Regions from separate parts of the Zea mays genome. Here regions 1 and 3 are each linked to region 2. A link is a contact called in public Hi-C data. All regions are on one chromosome and are shown on one strand. The core of a region is the stretch at or near the end of the contact, and the rest is flanking DNA. Distances in the headings are between cores, read along the strand shown.

What was found. Hi-C and Micro-C count contacts between places; a contact is called where the count stands out from the background.
Region 1: a contact with region 2 is called in a Hi-C map of endosperm, with 2.5 times the contacts expected there. The contact joins the promoter of LOC100304348 here to the promoter of LOC100283149 in region 2. A contact is called at or near these places in 8 of 25 Hi-C or Micro-C datasets (bundle sheath, ear, endosperm and 3 more).
Region 3: a Hi-C map of ear shows a contact between it and region 2, with 2.0 times the contacts expected there. The contact joins the promoter of LOC100277032 here to the promoter of LOC100283149 in region 2. A contact is called at or near these places in 7 of 25 Hi-C or Micro-C datasets (ear, leaf, leaf mesophyll and 2 more) and 1 of 3 datasets of contacts at active chromatin or transcription factors (leaf).

The regions. Positions count from the first base shown.
Region 1 is chr1:283,333,688-283,337,461 of Zm-B73-REFERENCE-NAM-5.0, reverse strand. It overlaps LOC100304348, which reads right to left and starts at 1,806. Exons shown (of 1, transcript NM_001165786.1): 1 at 622-1,806. The coding sequence starts at 1,434. The coding sequence ends at 979. It overlaps LOC103644012 (kinesin-like protein KIN-12G), which reads right to left. Exons shown (of 21, transcript NM_001351696.1): 21 at 2,539-3,774. The coding sequence ends at 2,992.
Region 2 is chr1:283,686,942-283,690,435 of Zm-B73-REFERENCE-NAM-5.0, reverse strand. It overlaps LOC100283149, which reads right to left and starts at 1,599. Exons shown (of 3, transcript NM_001156051.1): 1 at 1,563-1,599; 2 at 1,330-1,419; 3 at 56-1,191. The coding sequence starts at 1,411. The coding sequence ends at 527.
Region 3 is chr1:283,354,361-283,357,700 of Zm-B73-REFERENCE-NAM-5.0, reverse strand. LOC100277032 reads left to right here and starts at 1,588. Exons shown (of 4, transcript NM_001150704.1): 1 at 1,588-2,369; 2 at 2,470-2,571. The coding sequence starts at 1,671.

The DNA.
Region 1 (3,774 bases), core at 557-3,056, 350 kb after region 2:
TGCATTGTTAACAATTAAAATATCACGACTAATGTTAATTATTATTAGTTAATTTGATCTAATTAGTAAAGGTATTTATTAGTTTATTATTTTACTAACAATTAGCTAAACTATTAACTTGACCTCATTGGATCTAAGGAGATAATTGTAGACGTATGTCAACTATTAGATTATCTGCAACAGGTCATGTAAAATTGAAAATTGAATTGTAGATTACACTAATTGTTAAGTGAAGTTTGAAATATAAGATAAGATAAAGAATGAGTAAAGATAGCTATCGAAGGCCGCCTTAGCTTTTGGTCAAATAGTATTTCCTCTATAAGCGAAGGTGTCATGGAGGGATCCTCTGCAACGGCGCCGATCGAATGAAGGAGTCCGCCGGTAGAGGTTATAATAGGTTATGATCTAAATGTTATTTTAACAAATTAGAATTTTTAATTAATTTTAGTCTAAAAATAAATAGAAATGAACTCGATCTGGATTTAGCTCGTGCACACACGCAAAAGCACGCAGTGACGCAGGAGAAAAAAAGCACTGCGTCATGAACAGTGTTCTATTTGTTCATTTGTTATCGATCGGCCTCTCAATCAATCAATAATACTAAATAGGAGTACATCGTTTGGACAGAAGCTTGAGGTTTCAGCATTTCCTGCTCCAGTTACACAAAAAAGATTAGGAGAGAGATGAAAAACCTAAGCACAATCACTGACCCCTTTCGCTTCTCCATCCCAAGCTGCAGCTGCTGGCGTGGTCCATGCTCGAGACAATGGCGTAGCAGTACAATGATGCAACCCGCACGTGCCAGTTTCGCACGTGTCCATTCAGAATAAGTGCACTTGCACGATGCCGAAGGCTGCTGCTCCTTTTGCCATGCATGCTGCGCTGACTGGCAGTTGGAGGAGACTCCAAGAACAGATGGAGTAATCGTGGGTAGTTTAGTAGCGACCGAGTGCTCACTATTTACGCCAGAACGCGCATCTATTGGTAGCGCCTGGACGAGGAGCTGGAGTTGGAGGAGACGCTGCGCCAGAAGCCGGCGCCGTAGAAGTGCGAGCTCATGATCTCGCGCTCCAGCTCCGCCGCCGCCGCCGACTCCACCTCGCCGCGCGCCTCCTCGTCGATGTCTAGCGTCGCCGCTCCGATCATCGCCTTGCCGCTGCTTCCCGAAGGCGACGCGGGCGCCGGCCTCTTCCGGTTGGCTCCGGCACCTCCGTGGCCGCGGCGGCGCCGGCGCCTCCTCCTCACCCGCCGCATGACGCCCGCGGGGAGCCGGACGGTGACGAGCAGCAGCACGTCGAGCAGCGCCAGCGGGCAGCAGCAGCACACCGCCGCGCAGTTCGCCGCCGCCTGCCCCGCGCCCTCCCCGCACCCCGGCTGGGGCTCATGCTCGTCCTCGCCGTCGCCGTCGCCGTCGCCGTGCCAGTGCTCGCGCATGCGCCCCGCTCCCCTTCCCGATCGCGAGCCCGCCGCCGATTCTTTCCTGGAGCCCTTGGCGCTCCCCGCACAGGTTGCCGCCGGCTGCGTGCGTCAACACCCAGCCAAGATTTCTTTTAAAAGGAAGATACCCTGCTTTGTGCTCTCGGACGGAGTGGTATTTAGAGAGGGAGGTGTGTATTGGTTGGTGGAGGTGGAGCAGGGAGAGAGAGAGGGGGAGGGAGAGGACGAGGATAGAGGCGGCGATGGCGTGCGTGGCGTCGGCTTCCTTTTCTTTCTCGCGGTCGCGGCTGCTCCGCGCCTCCCCGCCGGGAAAGAGAGGGGAAAAAAAATCAATCCCCAATTTTCCTCCGCCCGTGACGTATTTATCGCTCCCGTTCGCCGGATGGTGACCGCAAGACTGCAAAACACACGAAACATTTATGCACAAATTTGTCAAGACGCGGCGGGTTTTGTGACGTGGGAACGCGGGCGACGCCACGCGGGACGCGATGGAGACAGCCGAAGGAGCCGTCGCGTGCCCACCGCGGACGGGTGGAGTCCGAGTCGGCCGCGCGCTGGCTCCGGCTCAGCACGAGCGCACGCGGCCTGGTGATTCTGATGATGGACGACGTCGAATCGCGAATCTGACGGTGACGGCCGCACGCTTTGCCGCTAAGCGCTCGTTGTTCGGAAGTTGGTATCCGTCTTGTTTCGTGCGTGGTTTACTAATTTTCATTGATTGGGTCAAACGGCGTTGGTTGTGGTCCACGGTGTAGAGCTGGGGAGGCTACAGGGTTGCGCCACTTGGTTGTCGCGCTTAAGATAATGGCAAATGCCAGCTGGACATCGCTGTTTGTTCTTCCTCTTCTTCGGCTGCTGACCATAGAGGCGTTTGGAGGAACGGGAGAAAGGACAAGGATCAAAATAAGCAACGGGACAAGAGCCGATGAAGCTTCCAGAGGAGTCCATACTGCGCAAACAGAAAATCAGTCGAATGAAAAAACAACAGACCACAGAATCCAGGGGGTCCCCCTACAAACCTGGCACACCTGTTTACAGTACAGCAGCAGAACACGGAAACTCTTCAGCAGGTAAAATTCAAGATCAGCCCGAAAATTTCTACAAGAAACTGGAGTGCAGCATTTGTGCACTTATAGCATAAATAAAATAAGACACCTGGCTCAGATTAAGTTGTGATACAAGTCCACCCACTGGTTGCTAGTTGCTACCAGTCTCTGGAGAGTTACAGAAGCAAAAGGTCAAGCCTAAGTCGGATCAGTTTCTCCGCTCCATCTTGAAGTGTACACCAGAGGAGAAATCGGATCCGGAACAGTGGCTTGCAGGACCTGTTGTTTTGACTCGAAGCAAGACCACCAGAAGAAGGTAGCTGATCCACGGAAAAAAGAATCAGCAGATTCGGCTTCAGATAGCTTCCAACTAATGAAGCAAATTCCGCAGCTTCCCATCTCTGATGTCTTGCTACTACGTACTAAGGATCTGAACAGCAGAAGCCAAGACAGACTAGCCTGTCACTCGTCGCATCTTTATAAGGGACCTGAAACTAGCTGCGCAGGTTCATGAATTAGCTTGGTTGTCGAGAATCAAAAGCTGCTTAGCTTCATCGACATGAATCCGGACGGCCTCAAGGTCTGCTGCCACCTTTTCACCAACGGGCAGCGTGGGTTCATCCAGACTGCAAGCGGTTAGGCTTCTTCTATCTTGCAGAAGCTCACCCAGCTCCCGGATCGCTTGGTTCAGCTTCGACTGAAGTTTATCCATGTCCCTGGCTTGATACTGCAAGGACTCACTGCACACCTTGATCTCTTCCTCCTTCAAGTTGACTTGGAAAACACAGTCTTGGTAATCGACCAGCAATGCCTCCAGATCCTTTGCGCTACCCTCCCAAATCTCTGCTAAAGTGTTGTCACGGACAAACTTCTCAATGTCAGTTTCCAGTATGGAGATGCAGGAATCCTCTATTTCTGCTTCAAGGACTCCAATCTCACGATCAATATAATCACACTCATTCATGCTTCTTATTTCCTTATGTACCATGGAGCGCTGTTCGCGGGCCTTCTGTAGTTCACACAGAAGCTTCATCCGATCCTCCTCAGATTTCAGCAGGTCGGTTGCCTTGCCATAGTTCTTGGGTTTATGCATTAGTGTAGTGGAAGTATCCAGGTTATCAATAGCAAACAGGACCTTTTCTTCCTCCTTTCTTTGAGCTTCATGAGCGCGAAGTTTCGCTTTAAGGCCATCAATTTTGCTTTTCAACTCAGTTTCAGATTCACGTGCTCTCGTTCTTGCAGCAGATAGTTCAATTTTGCGAGTTTGGAGATGATTCAACTGTTCTTTCTT
Region 2 (3,494 bases), core at 350-2,849:
CACGTTACATCGCTTGTGGTGTGGTGACAAAACGGAAGCGAGATAAACGAAAGCGTTGATAAAAGCAACTGTTTATTTTTTTTTCCCTGGGTGCAACATAAAGAAAGGGATGCTGGTGTGCAAGGTAGGACATTTCTGCTGCCATCAACGGATGAACTCTCTCACCTTGCCCTTTTTCTTTACACACACAGAAGAAAAAAAAAACAACAGCATCATTGCTTATTTTATTCTCTCACTTAGCCTGACTGGCATATACTGTAATTACCAAAACGAAGCGCGCAGAACATAATGCACAATCTACATAAAGAGATGACAGGGGGTACGGCGGTGTATACATGATGCTATATATGTATAGAGTATATATATGATGAATCTGTACGGCGATTATACAGGAGGAGGTACGGAATGATGATGAGACGACGTACTGGGGTTTTTTTTAGGGTGGGGTTGGGTATAATGGTAATTAAGGCCATGGTACGCACACGGACGGTACACTCATCAAGGGATGATATTGATAATAAACGAATCACATGATGGCGCAGGCGTAGGAGGGGTCCTCCTCGCAGACGATCCGGTAGCCGCCGCCGCAGGGGTTGCAGGGGTACGGCTGGGGCATGTACTGCGGGAAGTACTGCGGCGGGGGTGGGGCCGGGGCGGGGGCCGGGGCCGGCTCGGGGGCCTTGCCGCAGGAGCAGCAGTGGCACCCGCCGTGGCCGTGGTGGCAGCAGCAGTCGGACGGCCACGCAGGGTACGGGTACGGGTACGGCCACGGGTAGGGGACCTCCACCACCTTGGGCGGCGGCGGGGCGGGCTTCTCCTCCTTGGGCGGTGCCGGGGCGGGCTTCTCCTCCTTGGGCGGGGGTGGCTTCTCCTTGGGCGGCTCCTCCTTGGGTGGCGGGGGCTTCTCCTTGGGTGGCTCCTCCTTGGGCGGCTCCACCTTCGCCGGCGGGGGCGGGGCGGCCTCCTCCTTCTTCTCCGGCGGCGGCGGGGCTTGCTCCTCCTTCTTCGGCTCCTCCTTGGGCTTGGGCGGCGGCGGGGGCGGGGGCTCGACGATCTCGATCTGCTTGATGATCTTGCACGCCTTGCAGCACAGCTTGTCGGCGAGCTTGTCCGGGTCGAAGGGCCCCGTGACCTTCACCTTGTTGTTCTTCTCGTCGAAGTCGATGTCATCGATGCAGAACTCGCCCTTCTCTGCAAGCCGAGGCGTCCGTCCGTCGTCCCAGGAAACTTATCAGTTGCGATCAACGCGAACCGTCTCGAGACCTACCTGTACAAGCGGAAAGGGAAGAGCGAACAACAGAGAGGAGTAGCAAGCAAGCGCGAACAGACCTTGGATCCTGTTGAGCACCCTCTGGATCTTGGCGCGGCAGCGGCTGCATTCCAGGTCCACCGAGACGATGATGGTCGGCATCGTCTGCGCTGCACGAACAGCTCCGCTGGTCAGTGGTCACGACGAAATCCTTTCCTCTAGTCTAGGTAAACAGAGAGAGAGAGAGAGAGAGAGAGAGAGAGAGAGAGAGAGAGAGAGAGAGAGAGAGAGAGAGAGAGAGGAGAACAACCACCTGTGTGATTGCAACTGGCTCGATCGTGCTGTGAAGTGAAGAAGAGAAGAGAAGGGAGAGGAAGGGAGGGGGAGGATGCCGTGGCGTGTTGTGAATACGCAGCTATATAAGCAGGCACCGACGCCTGGCTGCCTCCCACGTCATCTGACTCATCTTGGAGGAGCCGTGGCGATGACAAAAGCAGGGGTGGAGAAGAGCTAGCAGCCACGGGAGAAGAAGCAACCAGAGAAGGAATAGATAGAAGGCATGCATGCCTAGATAGAAAGGCCCTTTGGAACTTGGAAGCAGAAACCGGCAACAGCAGCACTCGGGGTCGGGGGAGGGCTAAAAGCCGCCACCGCCCACCGCCCGCACCCCGAAAGCTCTCCCGCCGTCGCCTCCAGGATGATTACCGCACGGCTGCGCCCCAGAGAAGAAGAGGAAGAAAAAAAAAAGAAAAGAGCTCGCTCCGGTGCTTTCACGTCAGGTGGTGAGGGATGGAACGGTTCGTTTCGTGACGCCGATGGATGGTGCCGTCGTGCCGAGCCTTGGTAGTGCTCTTTCTTCTGGATCCTTCTGGCTAACAAGTTAAGGCACAGAAGCAGTTGTTTTTTCAGACGATTTCTTTCACGCTCTGACCTTGCATATGATATGCCGTGCCCGCCCGATCACCAAGAGGCAGCAGGAGGGAAGGGATGACAGGAACAACAGCGAGTGGGGAGTACGTAAAGCTACGATCGAGACCTGCTCTGTGTCTGTGATCACCGTACGTAGCACATCGCTCGGGCCTCGGGGTCAGAAACGTGCGCTGGGAGGGACGACGACGGCGGCGAGATAGGCATAGCTGCGGCTGGCCCACGCCGTGCACGACGCTATGGATCGCGGCCCAGTGCCGCCATGCCCGCAGGCCACGCCGCCGTCTGTTCGGTCGTCGTTTGCGAGTGGCGGCACGTTGCGACGGGAACTCGCGATCCGTTCGTTCGGGTCCACAGCAACGGCCGGCGTTCAATGAGACGATGGCAGGCAGGCAGGAACCCGTCGTCACCCGCACTGGCGCGCACAGCGGCCCGCGTATCGCCATACCGGCAACCAAACCAATCCACCAACGCACTATTTCTATTTGGGTGATACATCACAACCTCAGCCTCCAGCACCCTATTTCTATTTGGGTGAGGGCGGTGGTGATCCGATCCTTGTGTATTTGGGTGCCGTCGATCTTGTGAGGCAAGAGGGGAGATCATCTTCCTTTTCTGTGGGGGGTGAGGACTGGGGAGAATGGGCGATGGAAAAATTGCCATATCTTGTCCCTCGCTCACCCTACCGTTTGACCCCGAGAGGGCGGCGCGTGGCGTGGCGTGAACAAAACAAACCCAGCAAAAACAAATGGCGCCCTACCCAAAGCCAGCCCCAGCCGCCAAAGAATGCTGCGGTTTTTAGACCGAGAGACGTGCACGGTTCTAAACGAGCGTCCTAAGGCAAAAAAAAAATACGGGATCACATGCACACATACTGGACCATCCTAACATGGACGCGAAAACGGCACACGGACGCAACGCAAGCCGAGGCGGCCGGCGGGCAATGCATAATGCATCATGCATCTTGGTCCCGTCCCACCGCATGCCTAGGGGAGTAGGGGGGTCAGCGACGGGCAAAGGCTTGGCGTTTCCCCGGCCGGCCAGCCAGCCGCCGTCCTTTCCTCGGTGGTTGCGCAAACAGAAGCTGGGGATCATGGGCGTCCGCGTCCCCAGGCCGGCAGCCCGCTCCCTCCGCAACAAGCGAATTCGCTCACACGCGCAGTCCATGTCCATCCAGGGTACCGCGTTGTGAGTCCGACCGATCGGCTGGCGGATCACGTCGCGTCCTCGCGCCCCCCATCTCGCGCTGCGCCTGTGCCTGCGCGCGCGACCCGAACGGAACGATCCCAATTATTGCCCGGTCGCTGTCGATCGCCTC
Region 3 (3,340 bases), core at 339-2,838, 330 kb after region 2:
TCAGTTCTCTCTAGAATAAGTCGAAAGCGCGGTCGCATTGAATCAGAGTATCGATGTACTATTGTTATGTTTGAGTACCAGGCAGAGGTGCCTAGGGGCCCTTTTTATAGCCCCAAGGCCCAAAGGAATCGTTGCTTCTTCGTATGGAAGGCCCTGGTTGGCTTCTGTCCGTGGGTGCACCGAATAGTCCGGTGCACACCGGACACTCCACGGTGCGCGATTCACTTCCATAAACAACCAAGCCGACCATTGCCAGCCGCTGCGCGCCTTTGGCCAGTTGGCACACCAGACAATCCGATGGCGCACCGGACACTTCGGTGCGGCCTAGTTACCGTTGGCTCGACAGACGTGGGCGCCACGTGGCCACCGTTGATTATGCGCCGACCGTTGGCGCTGGCGAGAGTCGTTGGCCGCCTGACTTACTGGACAATTCGATGAATTTTAGCTAGCGTGTCTCAGCACTTTCTTGAGAGTGGCCTGTTCGACCAACTAATAGCATGGGCACCAGACACTGTCTAGTGCACGCCAGACAGTCCGGTGCTCTCCAGACTGGTGCAAGTTTTGACAAACTTAGCCAAACTTCTTTACTCCAATTTGTCTCGACTTGGAGAGTTCCCTAGCACTTTGTCCCTTCAATTCAATAGGATTTCCAGTATACTTCTATATTTCTCAATTTTAGTGGTGGTGATCGCGTCTCGCGTGGATGAGGGGTGGCGGGCTGGGGCTACTCACGGCTCACGGGTAATGGACGCTGGTTGTTTCTACTTGGGCTGAAACATATTTGGTTGGTAGGTTTCAAGGGTAATGGACGCTGGTTGTTTCTACTTGGGCTGAAACATATTTGGTTGGTAGGTTTCAAGTGGGCTAAAATGATAGTAGGATAAAACGGGAACACCAACATGATTTTCCCGTATAAATACGGGTCCGTAAATGCGGTCGGAAAAACACCTCAATCGTTTCTGTTCCCGTTCCCGTCACTTTTTCCCGAGAATTTTTCCGTTACTGTTTTTTTCGGATACGGTATATGAGTAGTTATTACGGTATACGATGTCGATCGGTACGGGATTTTTCCATCCTATTTTCATTTTTACCGTCCGGATTAGAACACGTATAATAATTTTTTATCAGAATGAGGTTCAAAACATCGATAATTTTCGTTTACTTGCTCCCGTTTATCTCACTTTTTATTTCCGTTCCTGAATATTCTAGAAATGATTCTATTCCCAGTGATAAAATATGTCAGACTATTGTAGACCCTAGCCACCTATTTCTGGTAACTGAATGCTGAAACGAAAAAGATGGAAGTTTTCTCGTCAGTTTTCGACCGAGAGGCGTGCAGGTGCAGGAAAAAGAAAAGACGCCGCAGACAACACGAGTGGCAGGCGCTTGCCTTTGCGAAACGAAAGGCGTCCGTCACTCCGTAGACAACGCCTCATGTCCTCAGTCCTCAGCCACCGTCACCGAGACGGAAAGCCGGAAACGCGAAGAGGGATCGCGCAGGCCGCGCTAGTTACCACACTAGCACTGACACGTCGGCAGGCCACGGAGGCGGAGCCATTTGAATTTCAAACGCCGCCGGCCGCTACCATTCCTCCCCCGACTCTCCCCTCTTCTGCCTAGTCCTCCTGTCCTCCCCTCCCCCTCCGACCTCCACGGTTTCGCAGGCAAAGATGAAGAAGGCGTCTGCGGCGTCGCGCTACGCGGCCTACGACTCCCCGTCCCCGTCTCCTTCGTCGCGCCGTGCGGCGCCTTCCGCGGCCGCCGCGACCCCGGGAGGAGCGCACGGCAGCAGCCGCGCATTGGTGGTCGCGGGGAGATCTGGCCGCGATCTACTGGGCGCCAAGCCGCAGCCGCAAGCCCACGGCAACCTGGGTTCCGTACTACGGCGGCTCATCTCCATGGACAAGAAGCCGCCCAAGAACCAGCTCCCGGTCCCTCCTGCCGCCGCCAGCGCAGCGAAGAACAACGGCGGCGGGAAGCTGCCGGGGCTGTCGCGGAAACTATTCCAGAAAGCCTCGTCCACAGCGGCGGCGGCGCCAAGGAAGACGAAGGCCCTGACAGAAGTCAAGAACAGCGGCAACAACGCCAACACGCGGACGCTCGCCATGGTGCTGCGCACCGAGCGGGAGCTCCTGGCGCAGACCAAGGCGCAGGAGGACGAGATCGCCGCGCTTCGCCTGCAGCTCGAGAACAAGGACAGGGAGGTGGAGCGTCTCAAGGACCTGTGCCTGCGGCAGCGAGAGGAGATCAGGACGCTCAAAGACGCCGTCCTGTTCCCGGACGCGGAGCCGGAGCCCGACCGCCGCCTCCGGGACGAGATTTCCACGCTCACCGATCAGATCCAGTGCCTCGCGCAGGAGCTCACTCAGGTACGTCCCCTGTCACGGTCTCGCTGTGTGTTCTTTGCTTTTGTGCCTCGGCGGTCGATCGCTAATGCTCCGCCCCGTTGATGTTTCACTTTGTGTGCAGGTTAAGGCTGAGAAGCACTCGACAAGATCGTGCTTTGACGAGGATGGATACTGCTCTTCCCCTCGGACGCCGGGGTTTAACGAGGAGACCGCTTTCTCTCTGGTGAGTTCGATTACTCCACCATCTCACAGCGACATGATTGGCATGCTGATATGCTGTTTGCGAAATTACACATTGAGTTAACTCCCATATGACCTGGTTATCCATTAGCAGATAGCAATATGCATTCTGTTTGCGAAATCACACCTCGAGTTAAATCTCAAATAGCAATATGCCTGCTGTTTTGAAGATAATTACTAATTAATCTGTAGGTTGAGCATAGTAAGTTGGGGGAATCACTTCACTGCTTCATATCGCTTTTTCAACATGCAACTTGCATTTCCTGACAAGAGCAGCTATTTGGGTTGTTTCTGTACAAAATATATTCGTTTTCTTCTATATAAGTGCTTATACATGTTTTGTGTAATTTGTTTTATGTATTACTCTATCTGTTCCAAATTATAATTCATTCCATCCAAGTCAAAGCATCTCAAGTTTGATCAATATTATATAAAGAATTACAAAGATTTGTGACATCAAATGGAAATACTACGAAAATATGATTAATGAAGAATCTAATGATGTTTATTTGGTATTGTCACTGCTATTTTTTTTTTGTCAAACCTGAGATGTTTGGACTTTAAAAAAAGTTAAAATAACATAATTTGGAAGGCGGAGTACAAGGTACTGCTGAAGCAAACTGGAAGATTGTCATTTCACACATTAGCTAGTATTGGCAGCTGCATAATAATAAGAAACTATTATTGGCCTGATTCCAATGTTGATACAATAGATGGACTCCAATTCTAGCTCTTTCTAGCTTCTGGTTTTA